Linked DNA regions of Mus musculus: regions 1 and 2 are each linked to region 3. Evidence: chromatin contacts called from public promoter capture Hi-C and targeted proximity ligation data. All regions are on one chromosome and are shown on one strand. The core of a region is the stretch at or near the end of the contact, and the rest is flanking DNA. Distances in the headings are between cores, read along the strand shown. Region 1 holds the start of Gldc (glycine decarboxylase). Region 2 holds the start of Dkk1 (dickkopf WNT signaling pathway inhibitor 1). Region 3 holds the start of Prkg1 (protein kinase, cGMP-dependent, type I).

Region 1 (2,783 bases), core at 127-2,626, 1.5 Mb after region 3:
TGTTTATATAGAAGACCAAATAAAGTTATGAAGTCAGCTTGTGTGGAAATTTGGCAATCCAACACTGGGTCTAAATGATTCCCTAAATATGTGCTTCCTGTAGCAATAGAAATGAAGGGATTCTTTCAGAACATTGGAGTCGTCTCCTCTTCTGACCTGTCATTTTAACCTACAAACTCATCACAGTAGTTAGCCCTCCCTACAAGTCCTTCCACTGGAAGGTCTTAACTTAGCAACTATTTGGTCTAGCAAAGACCTGCCTGCAACAGACACAGTAGTCGCCCCTGAAAGTTTAGGCAACACTGTTTCTTGTGTCTTTCCCAAGACCCAGTTTCTCTTTGCCTTCAACTCTAAGGTCATCGTTAAGGATGTGTATAAAGGTCAGATAGGCGGGTCCCAGGTTCCTGTCCTTGGGGGTCAGCTTCCTGGAGATGCTTTTGCTTTCATTACAGTATCTGTTTAGGTTTACTCAGGAAATAAAAATATAGCCAATATACCAACAGCATACTCATGCATTCCACGTAAAGGAAGACTGAATTTCAGGAATGGGTGCATATCAAACCAGTACAGAGAAGACGAAGGAGACATACAAAGGAGGGAGGGAGAAGACAGGTGCTGGGGTGTAGCTTGGTGCTAGTTGGGAGATCGGGGGTTTGGTTCCCATCGCATCATATCTCAAAAAAAGTGGGGTCAGGGGGATGGCTCAGTGATTGAGAGCACTTGCTACTCTTATGGTTGGGCTATCAGCACCCACATAAAAGCTCACAACAGCCTGTAACACCATTTGCAGGGAATCTGATGTCCACTTCTAACTTCTGCAAGCATTCGGCATGTATGTGATACACAGACAGACATTTCACCCAACACACAAATCAATAAAAAATAATATTAAATCTTTATTAAAAGATTAAAGCATAAGATATTTTAGGGGCTGTGCTCTTTGTCCAGATTTCATAACTATGAAAGAACCTTCCTTTGCCCATAGTGGTTTTCATGAGATGTGACCCTAAAGTCAGTAAGTGGAGACCAGCTAACTATTGGAGTCTTCCTGTCTTCTGTCTCAGTGCATTGCTCCAGGAACTTCACGAATGTTAGGGCTGCCCCAATGGGCCCTACAACCCGGCCAGTGGGCCTATAGAGCATCCCGAACCCCTGTGTAAGAAGAGGGATTTGGGACCTTAAACTTCCAGCATCAGGCAGGGGACTCCACCCTGCTGCTGAAGAGGGGAAAGAAGTGGGAGGAGGTGGGAGACAAGGAGGAGAGAGAAAGGGAGGGCCCTGCCTCGCCCCCGCCCTGCAACCCATTCCCATTGGCTAAAGGTTTCCTGGCTCCATCCTACTGCCCGCCTTCGGGCGCCGCTTAAAGTGTGCGGAGCAGGTGCCTGCTGAGGCGGAGGAACTTTGCAAGAGTTAGTGCAGTTCGCTGTACCCATTCATTGCCCGCAGTGGTCGGGAAGGGGATCCAGGGACTGCGGCGGCCACTCCCGGGGCATTGGGGCCAGAGGAGGGCCGGAAAGCGCTGCTGACCCTCGTGGGCTGGGGAGGTGACGGCGTCCATGCAGCTGTGTGCCAGGGCATGGGGGCTGCGCCTGGGCCGCGGAGCCGGGGGCGGCCACCGCCTGGCTCGGGGCACCGGCTTGAGTTGGGCGCAGCGAAGCCGGGACAGCAGCGGCGGCGGTGGCGGTGGCGGTGGCGGGGACCGCGGCGCGGCTGGGGCCTCGCGCCTTCTGGAGCGCCTCCTGCCCAGACACGATGACTTCTCCCGGAGACACATCGGCCCCGGAGACAAAGACCGGAGGGAGATGCTGCAGGCGCTGGGGCTGGCGGTAAGGCCCTCCACCCTCCACCCTGCCGGAGCTCTGCCCGCTGGGCCTCCCGGCTCCCACCTTGCCTTCCTCCTCCGTCCCGGGCCCCAGCTTGAAAGCGAGCTCGCTCTTAATCGTGGTGCCTTCTCCTCTCTTAACTTTTACTCTGTTCTCGCTCTTCTAAAGTGCATTTAAAAAATATCCCCAACTCCAGACGAACCCTAACTTTGCAGGAAAAGAAGACTCCCTACTTAGAGTACATTAATCCGGTCAGCTCCAGTTGCAGCTCCCGAACCCGGAGTAGCGGATTTACCATCCGGCTCCATCATTTTTTTTTTTTTTCCTCCAAAAGATTTCTGCTTCCTGATGTTTCACTTTAAAAAGAACTCTTAATTAGACGATTTAAATGAAGTTCCTACCAGCCTTTGAAGATAAACTGAAGTGGCTCTCTTAACTCAGGCTCTTTGCTCTGACTGTCCTGTTCACCAGCTTGCGTTTTTAAATTTTAGAGCATTGATGAGCTCATCGAGAAGACGGTCCCCGCCAGCATCCGCTTGAAGAGACCCTTGAAAATGGAAGACCCTATTTGTAAGTGGCCGGGAGGACTCTCAGGGGTTCCGCTGCTCTGCCTTCTATAATCTCTGTCCGGCTTTGGGGTTGGATTGCTCAGTACTTGACAGGCCCTAAACCGCTGGGATTTTTCTTCCCTGAGGAAAACCTATGTAAGCCCCTTTCATGGTCTTTATCCCTGAGTTGCTGGCGAGGCACCTACAAGCTTTCCCAAAGAAGGCTTTGCAAAAGACACGTGTTGGATTAGAAGTCTCCACCTCATGCACGCCCACCGGAAGGGCTTTTTGTTCCTTTGAGCTGAGAAGGTAGTTATCTCAGTAGATCAGGTGAGACTTCCGAAAGGACAAAGGAAATCACCTGAGGTCCTGCAGCTAGAGAAGAGACTTATTTGGAAGGGGACTTAGACTT
Region 2 (3,153 bases), core at 348-2,847, 1.1 Mb after region 3:
TTTGTACAAGACTGTCATTGGCTATTGTGGGGGTGGGGGGCTTCCTAAGAATAACTATTATAGATAAAGCGGTGTCGTGAATAATTCTAGCAGATCCAGAAGCTAAGGGGCTACAAAGGACATCTCAGCTCACCCTCTCCAACAAGGATTTCAGATCATTTCTTCCTTTTCAGTCTCATACAACAGTTGCTTGTGGTCTCAGATTTATCGATCTGTTCTTAAACATTATCCATTCACATTTCTTATCTTTTGTTATTTCATGACAACTGTCTCTTTTAGCACTGTGATGGTTGGATAAAAGACTGACTTTAATAAAAGTCATTATTACATACATTACCGCTAATTTATAAGCACGGCATTCTTATGTCCATGTTGTTTCTTATTTTACACACTGGGCGAAACCCCTTCAAATTCATTCTCTGATTTAGGTTCAGCACTTCTTTTCCAGGAGGTCCTCTGTTATCTCCCTAGAGGGTTATTCCTCCTGTCCTGTCCTGTCCTGGACGAGGTTTGATTTGGGATCAAAAGCAAGCCCTCTCCTGCTCAGCGATATGAAACACTAATGAGAAAGCCGGGAGCTAAGCCTTCGGGTTTCTTATCTTCTTCTATTAACCCACCGCTGGGAACAGGGAACCAGGGAAAGAGGACTGACCAGGCTCAGGGACCCTGTCCGCTCTGGCTCAGAGCCACTTTGATCTCATGTGTCTGCTTAATCAAGTTCATCTACTGCTGGGATTGACCAGATTCAAAGAACCACATTAAATAGTTTGATTATCGGGTGCCTATTTCCCTCTCCCCTCCATCCCTGATTTAATTTCCAAACGGCAGTCTCTCGCCTCCACCCCCAACCCCCCCAAACTCACCATCAAAAGCGAATTAGTTCTTCCCTTGGCATCCTCATTTGATGTGCAAATTTTCTTGTCTTTGCACATTTTTTTTTCTCCTGGTGTGTGTAGGGTTGGGTGGGGGGAGGGAGGGAGTGGGAAGTGGGGAAGCAACTAGACAAACTTAAAAGACAAGAACCTCATTTGCAAATCGCAACGCTAAAGGGTTAATCAGCAACTATAGGAGCCACCTGGGCTTTTCACAAAACCTTTGATGAATGGCTGCTCGCATTGTATTTAATACTGAATATTATTTGCGTGCGCAGAAAGCGAGGGTACTCATATGGGGAAGAGAAGAAACGTGGTTTTGTATATTCTATCACTTTTAACTCTGACAAGGATTTCAGACAGAACTAACCCAGCCCCACAGCAGAACACTCAAGCTCACAGAGTGCACCCTCCCGCCATTTATTTATTTATTTATTTATTTATTTATAAGTTTGGGCTAGGCTCTAATGCTCTAGTGCTCTAGTGACCCACACTCTAAGGTGAGCTGGACAAGGGGACCACAGTGCAAGGGAGGGGCGAGGGGAGAGTGTCAAAGTCCTCCCTGCTTCCGACACACAAACACTCCCCCTCCCAGCTCCTCCCAAAGCTTTGAAATCCCATCCCGGCTTTGTTGTCTTCCCTGAGGAGCTGGGAGGGCTGGGAGCCTGAGTATAAAGGCAGCCAGAGGTGGCGGTGGCGGTGCAGAGCTGTGCGCCTGGCAGCCAGAGACTCCACCAGCGGAGGTCCCGAAGTTGAGGTTCCGCAGTCCAGACTCTGCAGCCAGCCGCCGTGCAAAGTGACCTCTCTTTTCCTGACCTTTGCCTGTTTGCGTCCTTCGGAGATGATGGTTGTGTGTGCAGCGGCAGCTGTCCGGTTCTTGGCCGTGTTTACAATGATGGCTCTCTGCAGCCTCCCTCTGCTAGGAGCCAGTGCCACCTTGAACTCAGTTCTCATCAATTCCAACGCGATCAAGAACCTGCCCCCACCGCTGGGTGGTGCTGGGGGGCAGCCGGGCTCTGCTGTCAGTGTGGCGCCGGGAGTTCTCTATGAGGGCGGGAACAAGTACCAGACTCTTGACAACTACCAGGTAAGAGGGGTGCTGTGATCCCGACGGGGGTCTCAGAAAGATCTAGGTGTGTGAGATTTGGGGTGTGTTTGGAATCACTGCATTAAGAGCAGCGCGCTTAAGGGGCTTTTGAAGAGGCAGATGGGGACCTTGAAGGTGTGGGTACCAGGATGCTTGAGTTGCTCACCAGTCCGCTCCCTTCCCACAGCCCTACCCTTGCGCTGAAGATGAGGAGTGCGGCTCTGACGAGTACTGCTCCAGCCCCAGCCGCGGGGCAGCCGGCGTCGGAGGTGTACAGATCTGTCTGGCTTGCCGAAAGCGCAGGAAGCGCTGCATGAGGCACGCTATGTGCTGCCCCGGGAACTACTGCAAAAATGGTGAGTCTTGGACTCCTTTTTAAATTAGAACCACCTTGCCTTTGAGGACCCAGGAATCAAATGAAATGCTCTGGTTCTGTCAAAGCTAAGGTGGCGCCACCTGCAAACGCGTGCTCATGCAAGGGTTCTCCTGACACATCGTCACTGGCTTGTGTTTGAGCACTTGAAAGTTTATCTTTCCTTGCCTCCCTCTGTGATCTAACAACAAGACCTGAAAGTGGACCCTTCCATCAAACAATTATCTTCAGGGAGCCTTGGGGCACTTGAGAAAGGGGGAGAGGTCGTTCTGAAAGGGGAGCCAGACGTTTTTTTCTTAAGGTGGACTCTGCGTGGCTTTGCCAGTCTCTCTTTCCTCTAAGGCTATTACAACTGTTGTCAACGGGGAGCTAGAATGATTAATCTCTGCTGGCCAGCTTTTAAAAGAGATCTCTGTACCGCTTACACCCCTAGCTCTCCATCCCTTCTCCCCTTTCCCTCCACCCTCAACTACCTTCAAAGAAGTACTGCCCCCACACACACACACACACAACCACAGATCCACAAAATGTTAATGTCTCAAAGAAGTCTCCAGAAATAAACTTGAGGGGTGGCTAACTTCCTAGGTTACAGCAGCATTCCAGAGTCAACTCACTAAAATCTCCGTAATATCAAAATTATACAGTAAAGTAACTAGCGGGTGAGATCGCAGTCTTCCAGGCAGCCGGAACTGCATTGCGCAGCTAGCACCCAGAGCAGAGAAGTTATTTTTTAAGATTAATTTCTTTTAAGTGACTGGATTTCTTTTTCCTAGCCCAAAGGGTAATATTAAAATAGACAGAAAAGTCTCTACTGCCTCCAC
Region 3 (2,876 bases), core at 161-2,660:
ATTATAACACGGAGTGTGAAAGAATAGCAAGTTTAAAGGTTCCCTTTCTTTCTTTCTTTCTTTTTAAGCTATAAGTTTGGACAAGCTGGTGAAGGTTTAGTTAACTATTAGGCACTTATGTAAGCATTAGGTAAATATTTTGGGTATTCTAAATAAGTGTTCCCAAGATGAGAGACCAATTCTTGGACTGAAAGAATGCCGCCTTCTTGCTAGCAGTTTAGCCCACACTGAGCAGTTGGTTCTGGCTGGTGAAGTGGTTGGGTTGAGAGCTAGTGTAGTGGGTGGGACAGTGCAATTACAGCTCCTGTAGTTTTCCCATCCTTTGTTGATCTTACCTCTTCCCCAAAGTTGGCAAAATTTTCTCATTAACTCCTGGGCTGTTAGGAAAGTAACGTTGAAAAGGTATGGTTCCCTTTCTGAAAGAATGTTTTGGAACTCCGCTGTGTTTTTTAAGCCCCCACCCACTTCACCAAATCCAGCAAATGGAAGAAGCCAGGCCTCTAGGGAACCATTCCGCAATTGATACTAGCACAAATGGGAGGGACCAGGGAGCTGCTGAGAGGCCTGCTCCGGCCCAAAATCCTTTGGGGTTTTGGCTTTTGCCCCTAGACGAATTCATTGATCTAAGTTTGGCAGGCAAGAATAGGGAAAATTAGGAGTGTGGAAAGGCTTGGGGGCGGAGGTCAGATACCCATCCTAACCTTCCTCAAAGGCACCTGGACGCCCGTGGAAATCCCTCCCAGGCACTGTAAGCTCTCACCTTTGGAGAGGCAAGTTTCTTTGCAAACCCTAGACACCTGTGTGAGGCGCTCCCCGTGGGAAAGGTGCTGTGGAGGACGCAAGCGCTCAGCCACACTGTTTTCCTCTGTGAGGCTGCGGTCACAATCCCTCCAGAAGTCAAAGCTGTTAGCACGCACAGTCTGCTCTGTCTCCCTTGGTCGCCAGGAACCTAGCCCCACATTCTGTAGCCCGGAGCCCGCTGACGCCTCCAGTTTGCTCCTGGTCCTCTCCCTCCCACCTCTCCACCTCCGAAGTAGCGCTCCAGCCTCGCTCCGCCCGCACAGCCCCAGCGCCCCCGAGCTTTATCAGGCTCCCCACACACATCGCTGGCTTCCTTTGGCACCCGGCGTTGGTGACCCGAGCCGAGCAGCCACCGCCTCCGAGCCCAGTCTCCCTCCTCCCGCCCGTGGGTCACTGCGCCTCCGGGCTTTGCTCCCCAAAGCGCCGCGGCTCCCACCGCCTTTCAGGTTCATCCTGGGCTGGACCTGTTTTGCTCATCCCTAAACCCGGAGAAGTGGAATCTGCACACTGAAACTCTCTGTGGCTGGAGCGGCGGACTGGGCATGCTCAGAAGCCAGGCTTGGCTTTGGTCTCAAGTCGAGGGAAGCTTTTGCACTCGCGAGGCAGCGGCGACTTTAGGGAAAGTTGATCCGAGAGGGGAGGAAGCCCCAAGACGCGGAGCAGCGGCAGGCAGGAGCCCCCGGCAGCCCGGAGGAGCATGGGCACCCTGCGGGATTTACAGTATGCGCTCCAGGAGAAGATCGAGGAGCTGAGGCAGCGGGATGCTCTCATCGATGAGCTGGAGCTGGAGTTGGATCAGAAGGACGAACTGATCCAGAAGCTGCAGAACGAACTGGACAAGTATCGCTCGGTGATCCGGCCGGCCACCCAGCAGGCGCAGAAGCAGAGCGCCAGCACCTTGCAGGGTGAACCGCGCACCAAGCGCCAGGCGATCTCCGCGGAGCCCACCGCCTTCGACATCCAGGATCTCAGCCACGTGACCCTGCCCTTCTACCCCAAGAGCCCACAGTAAGCAGGGTTACGCGCCCGGGTCCATGTGGCGCCCAGGCGGTGGGAAGCTGCGGGTCTCTGTATTGTCTGTCGGCCCCTGCCCCTCCCGCTTGCCATGTCTGTCCTCATCCTCAGAAATGTCTCATTTTCACGGCACTTCTTGAGGGGCTGTGCACGTTTCTCAGGGCCAGACTCCCTGCACATCCGTTGCCTTCGTGTCTTTGTCAGATGCCAAGGTATTTTTAAAATATACATACATATACGTTCATATATGCCACCTACTGTACATAGTTTGGACGCGCCCCAGGTGTGTGTCTGACCGTGTGTGTGAGTGGCTGTTGAACGGAGGAACCAGAATCCCCTTCTTCCCCAAAGCCCCAGCCAACCTGGCCAGCCGGAAAATCCTAACTGCAGGCTCATCAGACTGAAATGAAATGCGTTGATATTACCCTGACTTTCCAAGCTCTTGTGGCTCTCCTGGATTTTTCTACATGCCGCCGGCGCTTCATGCTGGTACCGTTCAAACCTGAGGTTCTGTCACCATCAAAGTGTAAAAGAATAAGAAAATATACATATAAAACAGAAGAATTTTTAAAATTTTCCTGAGTTGGATGACATTTACAATCCATAAATGGAAACCTAGTCTGTTGATTTTTTTTTTAAAAAACAATGTTTTCATAATATCCAAGAGAGAATATTACTTGTTTTTCCTAAAAGAATTTTCACATGGTTCCCAATGAACACTTTCATTTCCCCCCAGAGGGTTAATGTGTTTTCAGGGACAGTGTAGTCAAGCACATGCTATTTCCAGTGGGGACCAAGCTGTGTCTCACATTCAGGTCTCAAGCCACTGTGCTGCTAGCAGTTCTTGTGTGTTAGAGAGCAGTGTAGTTTTAGTGTCAGTAGGATTCATAACTTGGATGGGGACCCTGAATGAAACTTGTTACACAACACTCGAGCCCAGAGTCCATATGGAGAGTGAACAGCAGGGATGGGACAGCAACAGAACCAGAACACCATCTGAATGGCATTTTAATTAATAGTAATGACATAATTGGTAAAGCAGAGGATTCTGTTGTCCTGCT

Evidence for each region. Promoter capture Hi-C pulls out the DNA fragments that hold promoters and counts their contacts.
Region 1: a promoter capture Hi-C map of hippocampal neurons shows a contact between it and region 3, with 5 times the contacts expected there. A contact is called at or near these places in 2 of 39 promoter capture datasets (hippocampal neurons and pre-B cells) and 1 of 130 datasets of targeted methods (astrocytes).
Region 2: a targeted proximity ligation map of astrocytes shows a contact between it and region 3, with 4 times the contacts expected there. A contact is called at or near these places in 7 of 39 promoter capture datasets (the 3T3-L1 cell line, cranial neural crest, embryonic stem cells and 3 more), 3 of 484 Hi-C or Micro-C datasets (all in embryonic stem cells) and 3 of 130 datasets of targeted methods (astrocytes, embryonic stem cells and forebrain).

The regions. Positions count from the first base shown.
Region 1 is chr19:30,174,034-30,176,816 of GRCm38.p6, reverse strand. It overlaps Gldc (glycine decarboxylase), which reads left to right and starts at 1,376. Exons shown (of 25, transcript NM_138595.2): 1 at 1,376-1,826; 2 at 2,315-2,393. The coding sequence starts at 1,557.
Region 2 is chr19:30,547,940-30,551,092 of GRCm38.p6, reverse strand. It overlaps Dkk1 (dickkopf WNT signaling pathway inhibitor 1), which reads left to right and starts at 1,597. Exons shown (of 4, transcript NM_010051.3): 1 at 1,597-1,959; 2 at 2,147-2,315. The coding sequence starts at 1,714.
Region 3 is chr19:31,662,904-31,665,779 of GRCm38.p6, reverse strand. It overlaps Prkg1 (protein kinase, cGMP-dependent, type I), which reads left to right and starts at 1,410. Exons shown (of 18, transcript NM_011160.3): 1 at 1,410-1,809. The coding sequence starts at 1,499.